2 separate regions of the Mus musculus genome follow, and region 1 is linked to region 2. The links are chromatin contacts, called in public ChIA-PET maps. All regions are on one chromosome and are shown on one strand. The core of a region is the stretch at or near the end of the contact, and the rest is flanking DNA. Distances in the headings are between cores, read along the strand shown. Region 1 overlaps Prkca (protein kinase C, alpha). Region 2 overlaps Prkca (protein kinase C, alpha).

Region 1 (5,530 bases), core at 565-3,064, 220 kb before region 2:
GTGTTGGAAGGAAGAGCTCGGAATCTGGCCAGCCCCATTACCTTCTACTTTGTGGCTCAGTGAATTTCCTTCTCTCCTCTCCATCCCCTGACTCACCTTGAAGAGGAGGATAAGAAAGGTTACCTCCTTGCTGAGACTGTATGTGGAGGCAACAAGACAATGCATACAAGGTGCACAGTGCTAGGCAAGGCTAGGCACACCCTTGGCACTAAAGAAGTGATAGCTGTTGTCGTCAACAACTTTCCTCAGGACAAACTGAACCATCCAGCAAGCAAGAGGGACAAACAGAGCCCCTGTCCACAAAAGGGCTCCTTTGCTTGGATTTCCTCTTGATACTTTGGAATGCCAAAAATGTGAGTTGGATGTCTTCTCTTTGACTCTGCCCAATAACTCCTAGCTGGATGGGGTGGCACAATCCTTCATACTAGCACTTAGGAGGCAGAGGCAGGCAGATAGAGAGCTGAAGGCCAGCCCAGGCTATATAGTGAGATCGTATCTCAAAACACCAAGAACATTTGATGCAGCTTTATGGTAATGTGTTTGTCTAGTATGTACGTGCAAGGCCCTAGGTTTGCTTACCAATACTGCCAAAATAATAAGACAAATTTTCAAGATACTGTCACTTTTTAGTTATTTTCTTGAGTTTACTTTCTAAATCTAGGGTTGGGTTTCCTTTACATAAAGAACTATATCTTATTTTACTTTGTTTTGGCTTTATGGAGCCTTATGAGTTTTCAGCAAAGAATCTCCCACTGAGCTATATCCAGTAACTATCTTAGAGAGAGATTCCCAATTTTATTGGTACTATTAAAGCCTTTTATTGGTACTATTAAAGTTTTCAGTCAAACTTCCAATTTTCAGGAGCTGGCCATTTCGTTTCTTTGTGCCTCAATTTCTTCATTTATAAATCAAGGATCACAAAATAATCTTACTCACAGGTTTAAATGAGACACAGAAATACTTAAAAAGTAGCTCTTTTGGCCTTTTGAAAGAGTCACATGGAAAACTTACTGTAGAAACTTCCTAAAATATATAAGTATATAAAAGGAGTTTTAATGGAATTTCCCTGTGATGGGGGCATACAACTTCAACTACAAATGATATGCTACCAAACCTCTTTTTGAGTTATTGGTCCCATAACCCTGCCCAAGTATCACAAGCTGTTTCTTAGTTACACTTCAGGACGTGGTGGTAAGACCCTATTGCTGAAGATAGTACACACTTGAGTTATAGAACATGAAGAAATCTACCTCAACTGGACATGTCGCCCTTGCTGGCTTGTGTGCACAGTGCTGGAAGGTGCTGTGTGTGCTACTGGAGGAGTAAAGCAATCACTAGTGCCACCCAGCTGTGAACACTGCAAGCTACAACAACTCACCTGGCAAGAAGCTATGCACCTAAGTGTAACAGTGGCACAAATGTCATGTCATGGGAGCAACCAAGCTCGCTCGCCCTTCCTTCCTTCCTTCCTTCCTTCCTTCCTTCCTTCCTCCCTCCCTCCCTCCCTCCCTCCCTCTCTCCCTCCCTCTCTTTCTTTTCTTTCTTTGTCTCTCTCTTTCTTTCCATATTTATTTGTTTGTTTGTTTAATGCCCACTCTGTGAGATGGAACCATACCTGACATTGTCAATGAGACCCAGAATCTGAGGCCATATAGAACTGAGGCAATGTAGGAGAAAATGCACTGCAATTATTCTGCTCAACACACAGCAATAAGTGACTCCTAACAACATATTACCAGACGTATAGATCAGTGCATTGGCCAACCCTCATCAGAGAAGAGTTATCTTGCAGTAGAGTGTGGTTAGCACAGGAACTCACAACTCTTGGCACACTTCTTTCCTAGGCAGAATGGTGACATTGGTGACAGCATTGGCCCCATAGAAAGGAAGTCTAGTTGAAAGCTAAAGTCTCAAAAATACCCAGAATAACACCTCAAAATTCTTTGAGTTTCTTGCATTCTGATTTGAAAGGACAGTTCTGCGAAGAAAATGTGCTTATTTTTCAAAAAAAGAAAGAGAGAAAGAAAGAACAAAGCAAAGAAAGGAAGGAAGGAAGGAAGAAAATCAAACAACAACACTCTCTAAATTTTGAGCATGTTTCCCAAAATAAGCTTTCTTTAAAATCGTCCCACTTCCTACTTTTCTTAAATAGAACTTTCTTATCTCTATTACATATTCTACTGTTTATAATGATATTTATAGGCAAACACCATTAAAGTCAGTCTTTCCAGGACTTAACGATAAAAGTTAAAAGCTACAAATACAAATGGAAATATAAAACCCTATCTGATAAAATTCTGCAAAGACACTGTCAAAGACCAAGCTTACAGGCACTCCACCAGGAACCCCAGGAGAAATAGTGTAGACTGTTCCAAGAGTTAAATAGTAAACCAACGTGGAGGGTTGGGGTTCAGCCCAATGGTAAATCACTTGACTAGTAAACATAAGGCCCTGACATGACACAGAGAGGCTGGGACGTGTGAAAGACAGGATAGGTCCCGGGGAATCAAGATATCAGGGTAACTTTGATGAGAGTGTGGATGCACTAGAAGTGGACCTGGAGAAACTAGAAGAAAATTCAGGCTGTAGCAGGCAGAGCTCACACAGATACAGGAAGGAGTGCTATAGCCCGTGGCTAGGATATCTTCACCATGGCTGGACCATTTGTTGAGGATGCATGTGGCATGACACTTAGAGGATGAGGGTTTGGATACAAATGCTCTCCTGTCTTCCCACTTAATAATTCTGCAGTGCTGTACATTCTCTATCTTCTTGTGTCTTTCCTGGGAAATGAAGCTAACAGTCAAGTATATAGAGAGGTAAATATCATATATGAAGTTCCTGACATCATCCTTAACAGAGGGGAAGGATATGCAGACATCAGTAGCTGCTGTCACAACCTCCAACATAGATTTTTCAGGTCCTAACAACCCAAGGCCACTGAGCATGTAGACCCACCAGCCATCTGTCTCCCCTGGCCTCGTTTTAGTCTTACCAAATGGTGACCATTGTCAGAGCACCCAGGTCTGCATGTTGCTTTAGACTTTATATGACAATTGAGTATTTGGAAATCCTGTGTACAGAGTATGCTCCTAGGATGTATTAATTAGCGGCAAATGCCTTGACAGACACCAAGTCACCCAGCCCAGATTCACGTGCTTTGCCGTCACCTTGACCTTTGCCCGACAATGATTCTCCCGGACCATGCCTTACCCGTGACGTGGAGCTTTTCATCAGTGACCTCAGCCTTCAGATAAATCCGCCCCCTCTTCTCTGTGTGATCCATTCCGCAGAGGCTAGGGACATTGATCACACACTGCTTGTGAACATTCATGTCGCAGGCTGTGAATCAAAAAAGCAAAGGGGTAAGGTTGGCCATATGGGCTCATATCGCTGCCTTCGTGTTTTGGTGTCTGAGAAGTGGGGCCGATTCTTCCCTAATGTGACACTTTGCTATAATGTTTCTGGTGACATGAACTGTGAGCAGATGTCCCTTCCAGCACAGGCTTCCTCCTTTGAGTGGCAATACCCTTAAAATATCTATTTCACATTTGTTCAGTCTTTCCCACAGCAAAAGAACCCAGGTTTTTCTTCTGTGACTGTTTCAAATATTTAACAAAATCTACAGGAGTGAATGTATACAGAGTTCAGACTAAATACTTAATAGTTTATGTGCACACAGGTATGCAATATGCAAATTTTTAATGGAGGATTCAATTTTCTGATGAGAATTCTTTCTGCCTTTCTGAGCTGGCCACCAAGAACATGACAATTTATGGGCTTTGTATACGAAATTCATAAAAATTTTCTTTCCCTCAAGTAACTCAGTATTTTTGAGAAGGTATAAGTATGTTGCCTTATTTTTTTTTTAAGGAATTTGTGTTTGATATTTTAAACCTGTCTTCAAATATTTAAATATTAATCCAAGTAAAACAAATACATGCCTGGCATAAGCCATTCCTTACACTGACATTATGTAGGCGAGACAGGGGGAGGATAAAAAAAGATCAGTCTTATTTCCATAAAGCAAGCAACCCTGAGAAGAATCCCCAGGGATGACTACAAACATGAGGCTGTGTAGGTGTGCTGGTTCCGCCCTCCTGGTACCTTGGGCTTTCTGGAATCCTCACCCACTCTCCCTGGGATGTTAACAAGATTCATCTGCGATATTCAAGGCAGAACCTGGCTATTCTTTTCATTCTCAATGTTTAATCTAAACATAGCAGCACACTTTTTTTTTTTTTTTTTTTTTTTTTTGGAAAAAGTCATAAATAAGACCTATTTGCTGCAACTAAATACTGAAAACTGCTTCTCACATGTGGATCTCCTCAGGTTTCTGTCCACAAAGCTCCCTGTTCAAGACGCTGTATTGGCTGGGGCTTAGCAACGAAGACTCTTGCGAGGTTGTGCTATTCACCTCCCGAGGGTTACCCAAGCCCTATCTACCTTTGGGTACCTGGGCATGAGCTGAAATTTGAGGATGATAATTACAGGGCCTCGGAAAGAATATGGTTACCAAGGATGCTGTGGGGTCATGAACACACACTGGGGTTGCACTTGGGAGTGAATGCAAACTTGGGTCACACTCGGAAGTGGACACACACTGGGGTCACACTTGGGAGTAAACACACACTGATTGTACTCTGGTTTTGGCTCTACTCGAAACAGCTTTTGTACCTTGGGGAGATCCTTTGCATACTCTCATCCCATTTCTTACCCTACAAAGGGTTGGCTGACATAAGTGGTGGCTAGCATTTTCCCCACCAAGAGGAACTGTGCACAGAGTCCAAGGAGACAGCAGACAAGAGTGTGTATAGTGACTTCTGTATCTCTCTGCTAAGGTAGGGTTGGGATCCCGATGCCTTCTGCCCATTCTCCTCCTTCCAGGAAGGAGCCCCAGATACCAAGTCTACAGAAATAACAACAACAACAACAATAATAATAATAACACAAAAAATTGGCTTGGGTCAATGTCTTTCAAAATAGTTTAGAAATGGAGTTCTTTTTGTTCCAAATGAAATCTAAAGCAGAATCCTAGTATGTAAAACCAGATGGGTAGTATTGTCAAAAATTTAGCTAATAAATTCAGATTTATACAGTTTATTTATTACAAAGACACTCAAGGGTAGCCAGGAAACAAAACTCTAAAATGGATGGTTTGTGAGTCTAGTTAATGTCTGTTATGGAAGAAAGATCTCCCCAAAGTTTGTGTGCTGGAAGTTTCACCCAGAGTAGGAGAGACCTTTGGGGGTAGACAGTAGTACATGAGGTTGTGAGCGTGACTCTGAGGGATTCTTATGGTGGCGCTGTGGCTGTATAAACAGACGAGAGCTCTCGGCTACTCTCCCAGTCTACCTTTCCAGAGGAGGCCCCTCTACCATGTTCTCATGTTGTAACAAGGCCACACTGCAGGCAGGTGCTTTATCTGAGAGCTCTGAGATTAAATACATTTTGATTCTTCATAAAGGACCCCATTTCAGGTACTTTGCTACAGCAGCAGCAAATGACTAGAAACCATATCTGGCAATTC
Region 2 (5,767 bases), core at 165-2,664:
TAAGACTGGTAAAAGGGAAAATAAAAGAGAATCTGAAAGGGGTGGTAGTTGTTATTTTTGTTTGTTTCTGCGGTTTTGAGGCTAGCACCCTGAGTCCTGGGCGGGAAGGTCCTCCTGCTAAGCCGTACCCCTTGTCTGAAAATTGTCTGCCGCACTGCTAAACAACGGTCAAAATAACAATAGCTCGGATTTGTGGGCATGCCAACAATAAATAAAAGGCAAAATGCATTCGTGGTAAGAACTGTCCCTTGTTTTCTGATGTTCACTGGAGCCAAGGCTAGCTTTTACTCCTCTGCCAGCTCCCCGCTCCCCCGGAGGTGGGGTTGCAGGCTGCACCACACCTGGCTTAGCAAACTCCATATATGCTAAGCAAGCACATCCCTGATGCCAGAATTTGAAAATGGCGTCATATCTTAATTCCACAACACTACTCTGAGCCATCACAAGGCTTGTTTTCTTTGGAAGACTGTTTCTAAATGGCCCTGTGCTCCTCTGGGGCTCGCTGGCTTACCACGTGACTTACCTCCACCCACAGAACAGAAGTCCCAGGAGAACAGTGCTCTCCTGCCCTGTTCACTGCTAAATACTCTGCACTTAGAACCCAGAGGTGCCCGCTGCCGCGTACTGACTATGAGTGATGATTCAAAGACCAGCCGGACATTAGTCACTTTCATCCCCATGGGGACAGATTCTCTTCCAACCTAATAGTTTAGACATAAATCCTTCTTTGCAAAGTCATTCTGACCTCCCTAACTGCCCCCACGTCCCCTTCAGGTCCCAGGGTAGGATCCTGCTGAATGTTGGATGAGCCCAGCCTGATTCCACACTCACTGCAGAGTGACTAAGAACTAAGTCACTGCGACACCTCATGGATGAGCAGAGGCCTCTTTTCTGTGCCTGCTTCCTCAGGTGTCACAGAAACTGATCCACTGAAAGCCCCCCAGTGACCGCTGTCACCACGGTATAAAACACATGTCTTTTGGGCCTCTTCACAATCCTCTCAGCCTCTTTGCCTCTCAGACAGCCAGTTAGCCCTGGAGTCTCCCCCTCCCTGGGGAGTCTCTTCTTGGTACAGGGGCTCAGCAGCCCCTACCAGTGCTCTGGAAAGTGTGTGTGCGCATGTGCATGCGCGTGTGTAACCACATGCTTTGCAGCATGCTAGGGGGCTTCCTGTGAGAAACCATGCTTGATCACACCCTGCTGAAACCCAGGCTTAAATACTTCTATCTCAAGGTATCGATGGACCATTCCTGACAGCAAAGGCCAGCGCCAGAGAGCCCAGATGCAGTCAGTAACTAGAAGCAGGACTGCACCAAGCGGCAGTCTGCCATTCCCTGCACCTCCCCACTCCACAGACCCGCCATGTGCCTATCCTCAGCGACAGCACCACCTGTCAGAGTGATGAGCAACCCCAGAGTGGTTTTACAGAGCCTAGATGGGGAGGACTTAAAAGCCAAACCCATACAGTACCTGGGTTTGTTAGGGGTTACCCATCACTTCCATAGCACCCCGAATCTTGTAACATCATTGGTTCACGTTTCAGATTACCTCAGTCTGGAGTGAGCTGTTGTTATTTCTACCTCACACCAGTATGCAATGTTTGTCTTGCACAACTCCCCCACTGTTTAGTCAACAAAGTGCCTAATGGGCCTGAAAGTGCCTGTCTCCTGCTGGTCTAGGGTGTGTGTGTCTTTCACTTGAGCCACATATGCATCTAAATAGATCAGAAAGCATGCAGTCACCAAAGTGCCTCAGTGGGGGCCTTCCAGTGGTCTCTAAACTCAACAAAACCCTCCATTACACAGTAGAAGGAGCTGAGGTTCTGGCTACTTGGTACGGCCTGTACTTCCCTCTATATGTGGATGTACAGAATTCCTCAGTACAATTACAACATTAAGCCACAGCTATTAATATGCAAAAGTGTGTCTGTTTGTCATCCCAGGTCGCTTAGCTCTTGTAAGCATTTCACAGGGCCGGGAGGCCCTGCTGACTAAACATTTCCCGGATCTGCACAAGCCCCTGCCTCTTTGCACATTAATAAACCTGCTAGAGAATGCATGCAAAATGAAAGGCACTTTTTCAAAGACAGCCCCCGAGAGGCTAAGGTAGTAATAAATGAGGTTAGTTCAGAACCATAGAGGACTCACACAGGCCAAAGCCCCAAATATGGCAAAGCTGAGTGAGCATTCGGAAGACAGTGGCTCTGTCTCAGGACAGCGCCTTTCCTTTTGCTACAGACATGGACGCTGCTAACTGCCGCCTGTACACACGGAAGCACTCTGATGTCACCTTCTCACACAAGCCAGTGCTAACTGCCCAGTCTGTTGAAAAGCAGATTTCCTCGTTCTTTCCCATGACACCACTTGGGTTGCCTTCAACATTGGAAGAGTGCCTGCTTACAGACTATTCCACCAAAGAGGAAGATCAGAATGTATATTTGTACATACACAAGGGAGTGAGAGAGAGAGGTGTGTATGTATTTGTGTATGTGTGTGTGATATAGTGTGTGTACGTGTGTGATGTACGGTGTATGTGTGGTGTGGGTGATATGTGGGGTATGTGTGTATGGTGTGATATGTGGTATGTATGTATGTATGTGTGGTATGTGTATATGTGTATGTGAGCATATGTGTGTATATGTGTGGTATGTATATTATATGATGTGTCTGTGTGATATGTGTATATGAGTATATGGTATCTAGTATATGTATACATGTATGTATTATATGTTGTATGTGTAATATGTGTGTGTGGTGTCTAGTGTGTGTATATATGTGTGTGTGTATATATATGTGTGTGTGTGTGTGTGTGTGTAGGTGTGTGTGGTGTGTATTTGTGTGATGATTGTCTGTGTGGTATGTGTGAATGGTGTCTAGTGTGTGTATTTGTGTGATATGTGTAATATGGTTCTAGTGTGTGGTATCTGGTATGTGTGTATGTGTGTGTATGAGTAGGTGTGTACGTGTATTTTTAGGCATGTGTGTATGAGTGAGTGTGTATGTGTGTGTATGTTTGTATATGAGTGAATTGGGGGGGGGTACAAGAGCTTGAGAAGGCAGAGGTAGGAGGGGCATGTGGGCACGTGGTGAATCCTGAGAAAAGAATTGGAGGATTTGTTCCACTGTCCTTCCCAATCCATTTAGAAAATTTCTAAATAAGTTAAAATTAAGTGAACTAACACAGAGTGGCTCCTTACAATGGCTAATTTTGATTGTCAGCTCAATGGGATTGAGAATCACCAATCACCATGGTAACCAGTCTCTGTGTGAGACTGTAAGAGATTATCTGGATGGGTCACCCAGGGTGGGAAGACACACTAAATGTGGGTGACCATTCCATGGGCTTGGTGGGCTCTCACATTGACTAAAAAGGGGAAAATGAGTTGGGGTCCGAGAGCCATTGCTCTGTGCTTTTGACAGGGTGCCCTGGAACCAGCTGCCTAACGTTCCTGCAGCCACACCCTCTCTGCCATGGTAAGCCGAGTAAACTCCTCCTGCTTTAAAGTTGCTTGCCCAAGTATTTTTTTTTTTTTTCCGCAGCAACAAGACAAGTACTAAGACAGTGTTCCATCATTAAATGAGCCATAAGAAAGCTGGTGTTTTGTGATTGTACTTGTTTGCTTCTTTGTTTAAGGTTACTCGCTGGTTTGTCCCATCAGCCCCATGGCTGATGAAAAGGGTCTGTGGAGCTTTTCCTTCCAGCTGCTGCCAGGCACTGTGGTGGGCACAGCCAAAGATACCCTGAGCCTGCTCCACGGGTGACGTACTAGGCAGCACCCAGGCCACCTGAGAGGAGAGGCTGCATAACGAAGAGAAATGAAGCTTTCTTCTGCTCTTGGGGGAGGAAGAGGACACAGAAGACCATCCAAGAGGCCTGCCACACTCGACTGTCTAGGAGATGAAAGAATGGGGCACTAAGGCCAGGGAAGCGGCATGGAGACTTGCACCTAGGATCTCCACAAGCGTGGGCGGGGCCGGCACCTTGGCAGGGTGAAAGCACTCAAGCAACCACAGTGGAAGGGATCACGTGATCCCCCTTCTCTGCTTTCAAAGCTTCTCCCAGGTTGCACACCGTGAAAGCAACCCAACAGAGCTGTAAGTAGTACAGTCAGAGCTCCTGTGACAGGGAGTAAAAGCACCTGGAGGTCCCTGTAACCCCTCTAGCCTGTCACGTGGGAAATCCCTTTCCAGCCCAGACACAGGCCCCACAAAAGCCCACGGCAGGCTGCTTTAGTGACTGAGGCCTTCAGGGTTGCCAGAGTCCCTCATCCGCACACCTGGACCCCCCAGCTTCGCAGGCTTCTGGGCTCCAGAACTGGCGTCTGCTCTCATCTGGGAGAAAGGCAAGGCAGAGCACTTCTAGCATCCTCCTTCCATAATGACATGAGAGGGGGCTGCCTACTCCTCTGGCTTGGCAACGTATATGGCAGGAGGGTAGGGGATGTTAAAGGAGAGGCATCGGGATTAACAGATGACAGAATCTATTTTACAGAAAACAACTAGAGGGGAGAAGCCTGTGGATATCGCAATGAAGCCTTCTGGGACCCTCACAAGGGTCATCTGAGCAACAAGGGGTCCATGCCGAGGGTAGACTGCATCCCCAAAGACATGAACTTGATGACCACAGGGAAGTTCTGAAATCAAAGCTCACACGGCTCATCTCAGCCTTCTCAGGACCACTCCCAACCATGCTGACAAGGCAGAGGTCAAAACACTTGGAGAAACAGGTTCACTCTTCTTTTTAGGTTTTAAAAAAAAAGTCTCAAAGAGCTTGCTGTGTAATTATAAGGACCTGCACTTTGTCCCCAGAACCCAGGTTAAAAAAAAAAAAAAAAAAAAAAAAAAAGAGAGAAAAAGAGAGAGTGAGAAAGCCTGATATGGTGGTATGTGCTTCTAAATCCAGTGCTGGAAAGGCAGGGACCAATTCCTGGGACTCCCTGGCAGTCTAGCCTAATTGGTAGACCCCAGTCCAGTGAGAGACCTTTTCTCAAAAGAACTCCTAGGTCATGCTCCACTAGAAATAAGCCATGCCTAAGACCCTACAGGAAGGTCAAAAATAAAGGCCTCTTTTACTGAGCTGTCAGGAGTCTCCACAAGCCCAGGGTTTTCTCTCAGAGCTACCTGCCAAGAGTCCCACTCACTCGCCCACTCACTCACTCACTCACTCACTCCTCTTTCTCCTAGTTTTGCATCTCATTGTGGATGGATATCTATTAGCCTTGATCTGACCCTGTGGCAGGTCCTGTCTCACCAGACACTGTGTGTGCAGAAACCTCAGTGTTACCGCCCACGTAGTGGCCAATGCCGTCATTCATCAGACACTAGAAACTCATGTAAGCAGAGCTTAGCATGTCACTTGTGTCTGACCCCTAACCCTACTCAGAGAGAAGGAAAATTAATCTTGGAATGTTTTCCTATTTCACTACACGCAGGTGTCAATCATCCTGCCGAGTTCTGACACCATTCATCAAACAGGATGTACACGCCTATATGCAAATGTCAAGCAACATTAAACGCGTAGGAGGTAACCTTTATTCTCAGCCTATATTGAAACAAAGGAGAAAATTGTAACCACGGAGTGAAGACCATTTAGAACTCCCATGCTGTCACCGATTCTTCCGTGGGAGAGCTGCTAGCAGAGCTGCCCCAGGCTTGTTTTCGCACTAGCATTTCTTAAGATGCATCAATCTGTACCGAGGTCAAACATTAAGATAAGTAGAAGGAAGTAAAGACCACACTTGTTTTCAAGGCCCTTGTACTTCAAGAGT

The links. ChIA-PET counts read pairs in DNA pulled down with a chosen protein or histone mark.
Region 1: a contact with region 2 is called in an RNA polymerase II ChIA-PET map of effector CD8 T cells, with 12 read pairs. The contact joins two enhancer-like sites. A contact is called at or near these places in 2 of 484 Hi-C or Micro-C datasets (both in nephron progenitors), 3 of 115 datasets of contacts at active chromatin or transcription factors (effector CD8 T cells, fibro-adipogenic progenitors and memory CD8 T cells) and 1 of 9 other capture datasets (embryonic stem cells).

The regions. Positions count from the first base shown.
Region 1 is chr11:108,050,762-108,056,291 of GRCm38.p6, forward strand. Prkca (protein kinase C, alpha) reads right to left here. Exons shown (of 17, transcript NM_011101.3): 5 at 3,214-3,342. Among named protein-coding and RNA genes, the nearest start is that of Mir7223, 57 kb to the left of the region's middle. Within about 2 kb of position 1,815, at least 4 of the 459 cell types and tissues checked have an H3K27ac peak or open chromatin away from gene starts, as enhancers often do. A contact at or near this core is called in effector CD8 T cells and memory CD8 T cells, where this site is marked.
Region 2 is chr11:108,267,492-108,273,258 of GRCm38.p6, forward strand. The region is part of intron 2 of Prkca (protein kinase C, alpha); the gene reads right to left. Among named protein-coding and RNA genes, the nearest start is that of Prkca, 74 kb to the right of the region's middle. Within about 2 kb of position 1,415, at least 99 of the 459 cell types and tissues checked have an H3K27ac peak or open chromatin away from gene starts, as enhancers often do. A contact at or near this core is called in effector CD8 T cells and memory CD8 T cells, where this site is marked.